3 separate regions of the Mus musculus genome follow, and all the other regions are linked to region 1. A link is a contact called in public Hi-C data. All regions are on one chromosome and are shown on one strand. Each heading gives the region's core, a stretch centred on a gene start, on an enhancer-like site or on the middle of the called end of the contact. The rest is flanking DNA. Distances are from core to core; before and after follow the strand shown.

What was found. Hi-C and Micro-C count contacts between places; a contact is called where the count stands out from the background.
Region 2: a Hi-C map of uterus shows a contact between it and region 1, with 15 times the contacts expected there. The contact joins two enhancer-like sites. A contact is called at or near these places in 1 of 39 promoter capture datasets (hippocampal neurons), 1 of 15 datasets of contacts at CTCF or cohesin (the NIH/3T3 cell line), 50 of 484 Hi-C or Micro-C datasets (the 3T3-L1 cell line, 3T3-L1-derived adipocytes, the C2C12 cell line and 30 more) and 3 of 115 datasets of contacts at active chromatin or transcription factors (PVALB interneurons, astrocytes and embryonic forebrain).
Region 3: a contact with region 1 is called in a Hi-C map of uterus, with 7 times the contacts expected there. The contact joins two enhancer-like sites. A contact is called at or near these places in 3 of 484 Hi-C or Micro-C datasets (all in uterus) and 1 of 115 datasets of contacts at active chromatin or transcription factors (embryonic forebrain).

What each region holds. Positions count from the first base shown.
Region 1 is chr7:68,976,849-68,981,256 of GRCm38.p6, reverse strand. No RefSeq gene overlaps it. Among named protein-coding and RNA genes, the nearest start is that of Gm23795, 27 kb to the right of the region's middle. Within about 2 kb of position 2,491, at least 18 of the 459 cell types and tissues checked have an H3K27ac peak or open chromatin away from gene starts, as enhancers often do. A contact at or near this core is called in uterus, where this site is marked.
Region 2 is chr7:71,406,874-71,411,281 of GRCm38.p6, reverse strand. No RefSeq gene overlaps it. Among named protein-coding and RNA genes, the nearest start is that of Gm36260, 29 kb to the right of the region's middle. Within about 2 kb of position 1,996, at least 11 of the 459 cell types and tissues checked have an H3K27ac peak or open chromatin away from gene starts, as enhancers often do. A contact at or near this core is called in uterus, where this site is marked.
Region 3 is chr7:71,381,262-71,385,669 of GRCm38.p6, reverse strand. No RefSeq gene overlaps it. Among named protein-coding and RNA genes, the nearest start is that of Gm36260, 3.6 kb to the right of the region's middle. Within about 2 kb of position 2,174, at least 77 of the 459 cell types and tissues checked have an H3K27ac peak or open chromatin away from gene starts, as enhancers often do. A contact at or near this core is called in uterus, where this site is marked.

The sequences.
Region 1 (4,408 bases), core at 1,242-3,741:
GTAAGAGCCTTTTTAAATGTTCAGAATCTAGGCTCCTTTTAAAGCACTGCCCACACTGAGTTTGGGAGGGAAGATATTTAACATAATCAGCCGTGGTAGGGAAGTTCACCTAGGAGTGTTGAATTACTCCTGAACATAAGAAGTCCAGATGAAAATTAGCGAAAGACACTTGAAATTTGCTTCACAGTCATTATACCTGTCCCTCCAGTACTGAGTCTCAGGCATTCATTTACCTGGCTCAGGACAAACGGTGGTGGTCTTAACAGTATTTTTTTTTCCCCTGCCCATTCAACTTCAAACCGGACTACAAATTTTGCTATCATTGTTATAAAGAGCTGTTCTTCAAAGAAAATATACTGAGAGCCTCTTGTGACTGTTTTAAAGCCCCCAACTCCAAAAACAAAAGGAAACACTGAGAAAGTGGGGGAGGGCAAGGGAAAAGAAATTGCCTAAGTAAGGCTGTATCCTTTGAACTGGCAACTCCCTGCATCACAGAATACAGCAGTTGTCCTCCAACAAAAGACAGCATCAAACCGACTCCAAAAAAGCCCAAGACACCCAAGAATATTAAAAGCAGATGTGATATTCAGAGCCTCTGGACCATGTGAGGTGCCTTTTAAGTTCTGTTAAATCAAGGGTTTATAAAATTACAGAAACAAACATTTTTTTTTTCTTTTGCAGAAGGTGTTTCTTAGAATCTTCATTCCTGGGATTTTCAGCCTCAGCCTCTCAAGCGGTGGAGAAACGAGTGGGAAGAGGACTCAGCTACCCAGGTCAAATCCAGATAGACTTGCCCCTCAGAGCCTGTCTTCATTCTGTGTCTTGTGTTCATAATCCAAAGCCCAAATGATTCAAATACTGAGATAGAGCCAGGAAAGGTCAAAATGCTGCCAGAAGGTCCAGGTGAAGTTTCTACGAGTTAGTGTAAAAATGGGAAATTAAAATTCAAAGGATTCAAATAAAGTGGGAGAGCCGCCTCGGGTCTCATGCGGGGAGGTGGGTTTGCCCGTTCCATTTCTTGGCCTCAGCGTCAGAGGCACACATTAATTAAATTACCAGCCTCCAGTCTGAAGTAGATCGTCTGCAGCTCAGAAATCCTGGGGTCCTTTCTGCACGTGATGGCCACAAACACCATATCTGACATCTTTCTAGTTCCCCGAGCACAGCTGCTGTGCTAGTCCATTACAGACATCCAAATGTAATCTACCATAGGACTTTTGCGTAGTAGACTCATAGTTCATTTCAGATGTTTGCACGGGGAATTTTTATACGTGGACTTAAAAATATTCTAAGAGCATAAATTGTGAAAGGCCTAGGTCAGGAACCCAAGTCATAAAGGGCCCCTGGGCAGTCACTTCCCAGCAGTCGGCCATCATGGCCAAGGGGGCAGCTGATCTCCGTTTCTGAGAGCTCCATTATGGGTATTTACAAAATAAACAATGCAAGCAAGTTCATGATTGTCATCCTTAATAATATGCATTACAGCAAGCCTTTAAATAAATATACAAGCCATAGATGTTCACCAGGCCTATTGCACCTTTACTTCTACACAGATCCAAGGCATTGTCTTTGTTGTGTTAGGGGAAAAAAAAAAAAACCTGACTCTTCATAGAACAGAAACAATAACAAAAAGCAATCATTATTTTAAATAACTCACCAATGTTCAGAAGCTCTGCTCGGGTTTCCAAGCAGGAAAGTCAGCAAGTTCACAGCTGGGGTGAGAACTTGGTCTCATTAGTCTCAGGTTTTCGAGGCACATTCGCAAAGCAGGAATACAAAATGTTCTCTCTCGGTGCTTCAGTAATTAACTGTCTTTGAGAAGGAAAGACAAACAAATAAATAAATAATATGATCGTTCAGAGTTCAAACCGATCGGGTTGCACAGTCTAAAATGCATCTGCGTAACACTCCCTTCAGACTTTATTTTGTAAGCACCCACACTCACAAAACAAAACAAAACAAAATTGAAAGCTCACTAATCTTTCACAGCAACATGTGTCAAAAAATGTGAGCAACTTTGAAGGATTTTAACTGGATAGGTCCAGACATCTGGGTGCTACTGGCCCAAGGTCTCACTGAGAATGTCTTCTGGAACCGTCTCCATTTTTTAAATCATTATTTTTTAGATATTTTATGTAATTGCTTATTTTTCATATGTTCTCTCTCTATTATTGTAGCCTATTCTCATCAGGTAATAACTAATTAAAAATAGGAAGCAAGTAAAAGCATTATTCAAACTGGTAGAAATTTACATTCTATAAAACTTAAAGTTTGTCAGGAAAGAACTTCAACTCTTGATTTTTGTTTTGTTTTGCTTAAACTGCATACACAGCAGTGAGAAATGTGCAGTGTCATTTTATATTTACGTGCAGTGGGAACCCATGGATGCGTAGAAAACATCATTCTTTGCTAACAGAGAGTAAGTAAAAGGCTTCCTAGGGAAACCGCATGAACAGGGATTAGCCGTGATTATTTGGCTAGCCAAAATCCCAAGTGCTTGAAGGATCCTGAGCACCAGTGTGTTACTTTCACTTTGCACCAAGTCTTTTGTTAAGAGTCATAGCAGGGATTTTCAGGGAGATATTTGCTAACTTTTTTTTTTTTTTTAACTTTTGTCAGAAGGAAGGCTAAGACATAGACAGCAAATGAGACTCAGAAAGTGCAGAGTATTCCAAGACACCACACAGCTTCTAGCTTCCCTTAGAGAGAGAGAGAGAGAGAGAGAGAGAGAGAGAGAGAGAGAGTCTCTATCTGACTAGGACTCTGTCAGAGGTCTCTCCATACTTTGAAATTCGCTCTTTCACAATTCTAAAGAGCTCCAAAATGTTAGCAAATTAAACAATTTGTCTCCCTGGAAGCCTAGGCACATTTCAGAGCTTAGACTAGAAAAGAGGTAAAGGGAGCCTGGTTGAGTTCTTTTGACTTAACTGCTCGCTTGCTCTCTGCATGCAACTTTTAGGTAGAGAGGGGCCTAAATGTGCATGCTAGAAGCTGGAGTCACACCCCTGCCAGAGGCTTAGGGGAGAGAGGTGAGGGGTGCTGTCCTTGCCCATTGTTCTGACTCCCAATGGCACGACTGTCTTAGGATGCTTTTGAACAGCAAAAAGAGAGGACAGCAGCCCACACTATTCTTCTCCTGTTCCCAAATTCAATATTAACAGGCTGTATTTTCCACGTGTTTTGACATATACAGGTCTCTAAAGAACATTTATTTAAGTTTTGCATTGCTAAAACTGCAGGTCTCTCTCTCTGGCCAAGCTCAGGGACCCGAAGGAGGGGCAACTGGACTCACTGACATCTCCCAGTGTGAGATGTCACTCCTAAAGGAATCTAAGTGAAAAAAAAAAATGGAAGAAAGGAAGAAGGAAAAAGAAAGACAATAAAGAAGCAGGTTCGACTCAGCACATTTACAGAGAGTGTGGACTTTGGTTTGAATTCACAACATCTACGGGCAAATCCTGGATGGCATAAGGAAGAAAGCATTTTTCAACCAATGCTTTCATAGAAGTATTTCCTGCTCAATTCAATAATATACTTTTTAAGTTTTACACAAATTAACATTCATTCAAATTTGGAATTATTTAAAAACACACCAGACCCTTCATTTGCTTATACATACACACACACACACACACACACAAACACACACACACAAAGGCACACACATAGGCATACACACACACACACACACTGGTACACACACACACACACATACACACACATACACTGTACACCCTACTGCAAATTTTTAGAATTGGGACAAAATAAAAGTCTTTGATAATCACTTTGTCTATTTAATTAGGAAGAATTATTTCCTGTTTTTCAATTCAGCAATTTCTCTCTGAACAATAGATTAGGACCCACCTTCAAATAATAATTACAAGGAAAAAAAATCTAGCATTTTTTAGCAGTGAAAGCCCAGAAGCTTCTGCCAAAATCTGCGGTATCTTACTGCCATCTACTGGCTTAGGCTGTACCGTTATGATTTAAAGGTACAGGGTTGCATTGCCAGAACTAAAACATTTGGAACCAAACACACTCTGGAGGATCTGCTCAAGGACATCGTTATTTTGTGTGTGGTCCTAAGTGTTTAAAAATATTTTTTAAATGTTACAGGAATTTCTGGGTCTGGCTTAGGCCTGAGTAGCTGAAAAGATAATGTCACTCCAGTCTCTCAAACTTCAGAACTCCAAAGGCAATAGCCATCGTTCCTGTCTCTCATATGCTATGCAATCCAACACTTACACATATGCACACACACACACACACACACACACACACACACACACTCTCAAACACACACACACTCACACATACACAGACACACAGACACCCAGACACATGCGCATGCACCCCACATGGTCATTCTATAAACAATACCGCCAGCCTTCGTTCCATGACCTGCTCA
Region 2 (4,408 bases), core at 747-3,246, 2.4 Mb before region 1:
AAGTCACTCTTTTTTTTTTTTTTTTTTTTTTTTTTTTTTTTGAGAAACAAGCAAACAAACAAACAAAAACCCAACAGACTGTTTCTGGAACTTATCTGCTTTCGTTCCCTCATTTGTCCCTCATGGGCAACTCTGTAGAAAGCAAGCCTGCAGCTGACATTCAGGGAGTAGCTGATACCACCTTTCTACGGGGGTTAGTGTCCCTTCTAAGTAAATCAAACACAGGAACTAACTTAGGAGCATTTTCCTTCAACCTTTCTGTTATTATACATTCTCATAATTTTCAAATTGACTTCTGAATAAACCACAGAGGGGGGAAAATCATGATTCTCAGGTGATCTTACGTATTTAATCTGTCGATTGTTGTTGTATGTTGTTTTTTAAGAGGACCAGGCTGAAAGAGCTGAAATCATTTCGGGCAAAGTTTTATTTTTGGTATTCCACTACTTTATCACAGTTGTTCATCCTGGAAATGGAAGTGAAAAGAATCCCATTAAAAATACATAATAGTATGGGCCAGGCATAGTAGCACATAGAATCCCCAAACTTAAGAGACAGAGGCAGTGTTGAAACAAACTCAAGAGCTAACATTGTGATCTGATGTTATCACAGGGATCTATGTCTCAGTATGGGGGTAATCTGGGTATTTTTGGACCAGGAGACTGAAGGACAGACAGCACTTTACCTGGCTGATTTTCTTGCTACTCTTCTAGTTGTGTTTGCGCAGATACCACAATGCTATATTCTGAATTCTGGCACAAATCCATGAGAGGTAAAGCTTACATGGGTATTAAGTGCTTAGTCACCAGATTGAAGAAACTGAGTCACATTTTATACCTAGTAGAGCAGTAGAGGGCTGTCTGCCCCTGCCCCTGCCCCTGCCCCTGCCCCTTTCTGCTTTTGCCTTTTTCCCTTGCCCTTCCATTCCTTTCCAATCCCTCGCTTCCTGAGTTGCTCCAACTTAAGGACCTGTATGTGATAAACAAACTGTACTGCAGAGCCATGGGTCAGACCCCAGAGTAGAGACTTAGCATCGCAGGCAAAAGGAGACACCGATTTCAACAAGATGTCAAAATTGTGCCCATACCTGACCCGGATTTCTTAACACTCCTCATTGAGAAGTGGCCCTCTGCCTAGACCCATCTGCAGGTCCTTGGCGAGCGGGACAGGCTGTCCCAAGCCTCCCATTTAGTGTGAACTGCTTGCAAAGGAGTTCAGAGTTTTTCAGAGTTTTGTGACAACTTCTGCCCTGCAGATAACGCACTTGAATGGTTTCCTTCCTCCCCACATCTCCCGCTCAGCACTGAAGAGAAGGATCTACCTTCCGAGGCATGAAACGAAGTGATTTACTTGTTGCTCCAGAACCACTTCAAAGGTTCCTAGATATTGAATCAAATCTAAGCAATTTGTTTTCCCACCCTGGATTTCTGAGCCAAGCTAGCTGTTTCTTTCTGCAGCCCAGGTCATTCCATTAGAGATCAGTATATATCTTGTTCCATGCCGTTTAATCGCTCTGAACTTCCAGAATGTTCTGCATGTTTTCCCCCAACTTTAATTTACATTACATGCTCTCTATGGGGATGCTAAGTGGCCACCAGAACTTCTAATTTGGTAGAATTTTATCTTAAATAAAATGGAAGAACGCAGGCATCAAGACTAAAGGGGATTCCCATCCTATGGTGAGAACTCTGCTGATCCCCCTGTAGAGTAAGAAACACAGCTCAGACCAGAGGGTCAGGACATACCCAAGCTGACTCAGATGAGTGTCTAACAGACATCTTTAAAGGCAAATGCTCTATAAGCAATTTTCTCCCGATGTTTTAAAGGCATGAACGCTACAGTCTGCAAACTCCCTCCTCACACAAGCCCACTTTCTGCTTTGTTTGGTGTTTCCTCATTTTATAACCAGAATCAAAGAAGAAAAAGTTCTTCTTCCTCTTGTCAAACATTAATACACAAACTGAATAATTAACATGAGTTATCACGGCTCTTGATGTGAGCTATGTAGCCACATTCACAAATAGCAAAGTAATTGGCAAGATGAAAACAACTCAGACGTGTAGGAGTGAAGCCCTGCCAGCATCAGCGAGAGAAAATAAAATATCTTTCATTCTTTCTCTGGGCATTTTTGAGGAGCGGGGGTGGGGATAGGGGGTGGGGATAGGGGGTGGGAATAGGGGTGGGGATAGGGGTGGGGATAGGGGTTCCTGGAATACTGGAGTGGAGTAAAGGGTGAGCCGTTTGAATCAGATGCGTAACTGTCTTTAATTTGTGTCCCTTTTAGCCTTCTTAAGAATGCATCCAAACATTTAGAGGGCTTCATCTCAATTATCTCAATGTTCCCAAACTGAAAACGAAAGGGTCTATCTAATCACAGGTGAGGATAAAAACAAAAAACAAAAAACAAAAAACAAAAAACAAAAAACAAAAAAACAAAAAACAAAACGAAAAAGAAAACCAAAACCTCAAGGGCTGAGGATGTGGCTCAGCAGCAAGAGCGCTTGCTGTGCACGAGTGAGGACCTGAATTCTGAGCCCAAGCCTGGACATGGGAAACCAAGGGTAGTAGTTGGTGTCTCTAATGCCAGAGCTGGAAGCCAGGGTCAGGCAGATCCTTGGGGCAGGGCTGGATGGCCAACCAGCGTAGCTAAGTCTGTGGGCACCAGGTTCACAGAGAGAGAAACATGGTCTCTAAATTAATGTGAAGTATGAGCAGGAGAAATACCCCAGGACCGCCTCTGGTTTTCATGGGCACATGCGTGGGTCAATGCACCAGCACGCACACAGACACAATCGTGGGAGCACGGGCACACTTGAGAGAGGCAGAGGGACAGCAACAAAAAGAAACAGAGACAATGAAAGACAGAGATGCGCAGAGAAACGGAGATAGACAGAGAAACAGGCAGAGAGGCAGATAGACTGAGAGACAGAGACAGATTCCGAGAAAGCATAGCTTTCTGTGGCTTCTATATACTTGATTCCCAATTTGTCTGTAAGGCAACATCATGGTTTTTTTGTTTGTTTGCTTGTTTTTTTTTATTATAAATAAAATTTTAAGAAAACAAGAAAAGGAAGCATCTTTAGGAAGAGCCCAAACATCCATTCCCAAGACATCAGAGCACCCGACTTTCCTGGCCCTGAAAGAATCTCCAATGTCCATCTTATTCTGGAATCTTCCCTAGAGAACACAACAGGAAACTACTGTGACTTGCTGAACTACTGTGGACTTGTAGTGATTTGTAAAACAACTTAAAATGAAATGTTCTGGAATCCAGACAGAAAGTTCTGCAACTTTTAATAAATACTTTAAAGGCGCTGTCCCCTAACTTGCTTCTCAGTCTTTGTTTCGGAAGTTTTGTGTTATTTGAGTTAGCATTACTTAGTACACCTGCGCGTGTGTGTGTGTGTGTGTGTGTGTGTCTGTGTCTGTGTGTGTGTGTGTGTGTGTCTGTGTGTGTGTGTCTGTGTGTGTGTGTGTCTGTGTGTGTCTGTGTGTGTGTGTGTGTCTGTGTCTGTGTGTCTGTGTGTCTGTGTGTGTGTCTGTGTGTGTGTCTGTGTGTGTGTGTGTGTCTGTGTGTGTGCATGTGTCTGTGTGTGTATGTGTGTCTGTGTATGTCTGCGTACATGTTCATGTATGCGTGTTCACTCACATGGAGGCTGATGGCAGGTGTCTTTCTCTATGGCTTCCATCTTTTTGAGAGAGTATCTTTCACGGAATCTGGAGCCCAGCGATTTGACTAGAGCTGCTGGCCAGCCAACCTCAGAAACCCACCTGTCTCTGCTTTGCCAGCACCAGGGTGACCAGTGAGTACAGCTGAGCCTAGTTCTCTGATCTAATCACTGGGTCCCAAACTCAGGTCCTCGAGATTGGATGACAAGCAGTATAGAAACTGACTCATCTGCCCAGTGTTCCTTAGCTGTGTGCTTTTAGACAAACGAACCCTGAAAGTAGATCGATCACCTCACAACATTCCCACCTCAGAACTCTCGAAACTTGAAGCTAGATACTCTTCATTGGCCGGAGCCATGGAGTCCATCATCATCGGCCTTATTTGACTTGATACTGCAATGCCCTCCTTATTCCCAGTCTGTGATAGTAGACGTTTTCAGATCGTAGAAGATGCCTCTGAGGGCAAAGTAACCTCTCATTGAGAACCACCCCTGTGGCTCATTTACTTGAAATAAGGATTCGAACCTTACCTAACTTTACTTCTGCTACTTATTAAGCAAAAAACGAATCTTCAAGTTGATAGGCTAAATGTTCTGACCTGAATGAGCTCTGGCAAGCAACACTGTATAAGAGAGGAACTTAACGAGTAAAGAGTTTATAAAAATAATGACTGCTGTTATTAACATATTCAGTTAAGCGTCTGTAATGAAAGAGTTAAAACACCTCCTTCATCATCACC
Region 3 (4,408 bases), core at 925-3,424, 2.4 Mb before region 1:
AATGACTCTTTGCCGTGCAGTGGAGTGCCTGTTTGTACCACATTTTATTGTGATGTGTTATTCGTATTCAGTGTAACAGTAATTGGGTCTTAAACATGATAAAGTATCTTTAAGGCTGCATTGGTAGCTCAGCTGCCTCCAGCAGGTTTTTAACTCAAGTTAAAGAAGGTTAATCAAAGCTAATGAATCTGTTTTATCCATTGCCACAAGTATGTCAAAAAAAAAAAAATGTTCCGGGAGATGACTGAACCAAAATCCAGATTGTTCAGCTGTGAAGGCAAATGCATTTTTAGCATAATAATTTTGCAAGTGCCTTTGATGGCCTCGGATCCATGGGATAACTGCTACCTGCAAGCTCTGTATTTTCTTATCTTTCCGCTGCCCACTCTTTTGCCTTTAAAAATGAGACGCCTTTTGCAAGCACAGGGAAGGAAATGCAATCTCACACTACAGCCTTTAGCGTGAGAATATCAAGAGACTGTTGCATTCAGAAGTCCAGAATAGCTCTGTTCTTTATGAAAGACTACGAGGAGCCCCCTAATAAGGCCAACTCATTAGAACAAGTGTTTGTTACTAAACCCCCCACGCAGGACCACAGGCAATCGGAGCCAGGCCATGAAGCAATTAAAGTTGCCTCCCTTCTAAACGAAGCCTGTGCCCCAACTGTCACCTACCAGTCCTATTTTATTTTCTTATTGAAAATGTGTTTGAAGAATTCAAATTCATAATTTGTCAGGCAGCAGAGGTTCAGTCCATGCCTCACCCTCTTTTTTGAACAAGTTAGGAAGACAATAAAATGTAAAACTGCCTCTGTCAGTGTGTGTCCTTTGCCAAGGTTCCAAGGTTAGGGAGCAAACAGCTGGGCTGCCATATACCTTACAGCCTTGAAAACCTTGCCTAACCGCATCAAACAACAACAGCAACAACAACAAACAACAACCCCCTCAGCCAGAGATCAGGCTCCAGAGTCTAAATTCACAGTGGTGGAGAGCCTTTTATGTCCAAGACCAGTGTTTACAGAGAGCACCCAGCCAGGCACACAGGAGCAGGCAGACATTCTGAGGTGACACCTTTCCCTAAAGCCTTGGGTGCTCTGTACAGAGATAGAATGAATTGCTTAGCAGTTCTACACTGTGACTGGCAAGGAGAACCAGGAGAGCCAGAGAGCCCCTCTGTGGCTTTCTCTTCTGCTTATTTTTTCTTTTTATAATACCCAGCTAATATTTGCATTAGGGGAAAAGGATGTGGGCGGAAAAAAAGGGGGACTCAATGTGATATGAAGCAAGGTAGATCCACAAAAGCAAAGCCAGGAGTAGCACAAAAAAAAAAAAAAAAAAAAAAGACAAAACAAACAAACAAACAAACAACCCAAGGACCCAGCCTAGCTTTGGTTGGAAGAAGGCCTACATCATAGGTTTCAAAGCATCTTTTCCAGATTCGCAGGCACAGCCCCCTTGATGAAAACTAGTTGCTAAATTCAGGGCCCTGTTAGGCCTCAGCTAATTAGAAAAAATGGGCTTTTAAATTTTTTTTCTTTTCCTTTCTTTCTTTAGCACCTTTTCTTTCAAGCATTTAGTCTCAGGAGGGGGATCCTGGCTCTTGGCTGGCTGTTTTGAAAACACGCCTTTGAATGCCTCTCCCTAATTCACGCCTTTTGTTTTTGAGCCTTTGTGTTTGCCAGTTTGACCATATAACATTATACATCTGGTGTATAGCTTGTTGGGGCTTTTTTCTCCCAGGGTTCCTATGCATTCCCTATAGGACCCTCCTGAGCTTCAATTTGAGCGATCGTGTAACATAAAGGGGCGAAGGAGGGCCTAGGAGGCTGGGGGAGGCCTGGAGGTTGGAGGGGGCAGAGGAGGGGAGGAGGCCCGGGAGGAGACAGAGACAGAAATGAGTGAAACATAAAAAAAAAAAAAAAAAAAAAAAAAAAAGTTGAAAAGAATTCTTTCGCTGTCTTCTTTTCTTCTCACTGTTGCGACTGGACCCTGAGTCAGCCGGCGACAAGGCCTCGGTGGGAAAATGACGGGGCGCAGAATAGATAACTCATTGGAATTCTGGCAACATATTCGTAAATAAAACAAAAGTGCGGAGGCGAGCTGGGGGAGGCCGTGTGTTCCAGGGGAAGCGCAGAACTGTGCCAGCACTAGGAGGACATTACAGAGCCAGCTCCCTGCTTTGCCTCTTGCAGGCAAAAACCAAAGATGCTCAAACGGGAAGGATTGGTGACTGCTCAGTGCTTGTGAGCCAGGCTGCTGGGAGCTGTTTCTTACTGTAGTCTGGAAGCCGCTTGCTTTTGCAGGCACACTTTGCAGCCTGAGGAAAGTTCAAATCGGCTGCGTTGTTTCTTTAGAGTCTGTCTGCTCTGTGCTCACAAAAGGGCCGCTGTCGGACGGACCTAGGAAAATGGGTTTATTATGATTGCTCTTATTCCTAGCTCCAAGATTTAATTTGCATTTAACGTTTCCAACCATCCTGTCTTGTGTACACTTTTGGCAAGACGGCCTGAATACTGGAGATTTTTATGTCTGGAGATATTTATGTCTGTTTTCTGATGTCCAAGGCACCCAGCCTTTTAGCTGATTTTTTTCTATTATCTGAGTATTGATGGCACTCCTCCTGGTGCTAGTCTGTTTCATCTCAATTTCCCCATCTGCAAAATGGACATAGCCTATCACTGGAATCACATTGCTTAGGGCTCACATGTCTTGAACACAATGGGTCTGTTTCATATATACACTACCAGTATATAGCACATCTTTGTACACGACCCATTATAAATGCATGGATATGATGGTCTACCTTACTTAGCTGCAAGTTAGACACTGGCTGCAATAAAACTTAGAATTCATAGGATGTGAGTATGTTTGTAGCCGTTCTTTAAAGCTAATACCAGCAGTTCCCTCCGCCCCCATTTCTTTTCTTTTCTGCAGAGCAATTTGCAATGCAATACAAGGCATGAAAACCAAACAAACTCATATCAGGCAAAGCTTATGAGTTATTTCTGCTTCCCTGAATTCAAGTTACAAAGAGTGGGGGCAGGGAAGAGATATTTGTTTTAAATATAGCAGTGTGTGTGTGTGGGGGGGGGGGGGGTTTCCAACCTCCTCCGAATGTCTTGGAAGATTCTGCTGTTTCATGCACACATTATTACAGATGTGAGGAAACTTGTGGCTATCATTTTAAAAATACCTTCTTAATCTACATAGTGAGAAATCCTACTGAACGCATGCCCTTCTCCACCCATGCCTTTGTAAATCAAGTCCCTTGCTGATCAATCCTTGATAAATTTCTTCAGGTGGGAACCCATACCCTTGGCTGTCCTTAATCAATCCAGCCACCTGGCAGATAAAGGGACTCCAAGAGTTAAACACAATCACATTAGCAAAGGTTTTCGTGGAAATGATCAAATCCGCTTCTCTTTTCCAAAAATGTTTAAGATGCTTTGCTGTCCCGGTCAGACATATAATTTTGCAATAGGCTAAATTGGAAGATTTTGGTTTTCCTCCTCTGACCATTAATCAGAGCAGAAGAAGGTGACCAATGCCCATCGTGGAGATGCATCATCATCCTAAAAAAAAAATCAGCTTATCTCAGGGAATTAGAAGTTAACGTCTCAACAAAAGAGTTATTTATTGTGAGCCCCTCCCTGCCTTGCACACTTGGGTGCTTTGTCTTCCTGTTCGGCTTTGCTTAAACTCCTCACAGAACTTGGAAAATTAAGATCAACCCTAAACAACATCAAAAACAAAACAAAACAAAACAAAACAAAACAAAACAAAACAAAACAAAACACCGTGGAACCAAGTTCAAATTCTTAGATGAATTGTTTAACTTCAAAAATGTAAAACCATCTAGTGAGAATGTCGCCAAGCATCAGCCCACTGAGCAGGAGCCCTGCATTCTGTAAAACAGTAGCTGATGTCCAAACCATACACAAATCAGTAGACATCCCGGTGGTTTCCGGTTTGTATCATGTGTTCCGGTGAGCCTAACATTGTTGGTATTGCTTGGTGATATCGAGGCTACCAAAGCCCCTCACCTCTCCTCCCGGGTTACAAGCCTAGGTTCCGAAGAAAATTATAAAATTATTATCTCTGCTTCTGTGTGAACTGATATTCTTACTGATTCAAGAGGAAAAAAAAAAAAACAACAAAAAAACAAAACAATTGAGGTAAACTTGGTTGCAGGCAGCAGTAGCAAACTAAAAGAGACAAATGGCCGTTACCCACTTAAGAAAATAATGTTGTGCTGATTGACAAACTGCCTTTACATCTCAGCTCCTAATGGCTCTTACAGAAACAGGGGCCTGTCAACAACAAACTTGATTTCTAAGGTCCCCAAGGTAATAATAATCCACTAATTTGACTGGCTCCCAGCTGGCCCTCTCCAGCAGTTTCTCTTTGGT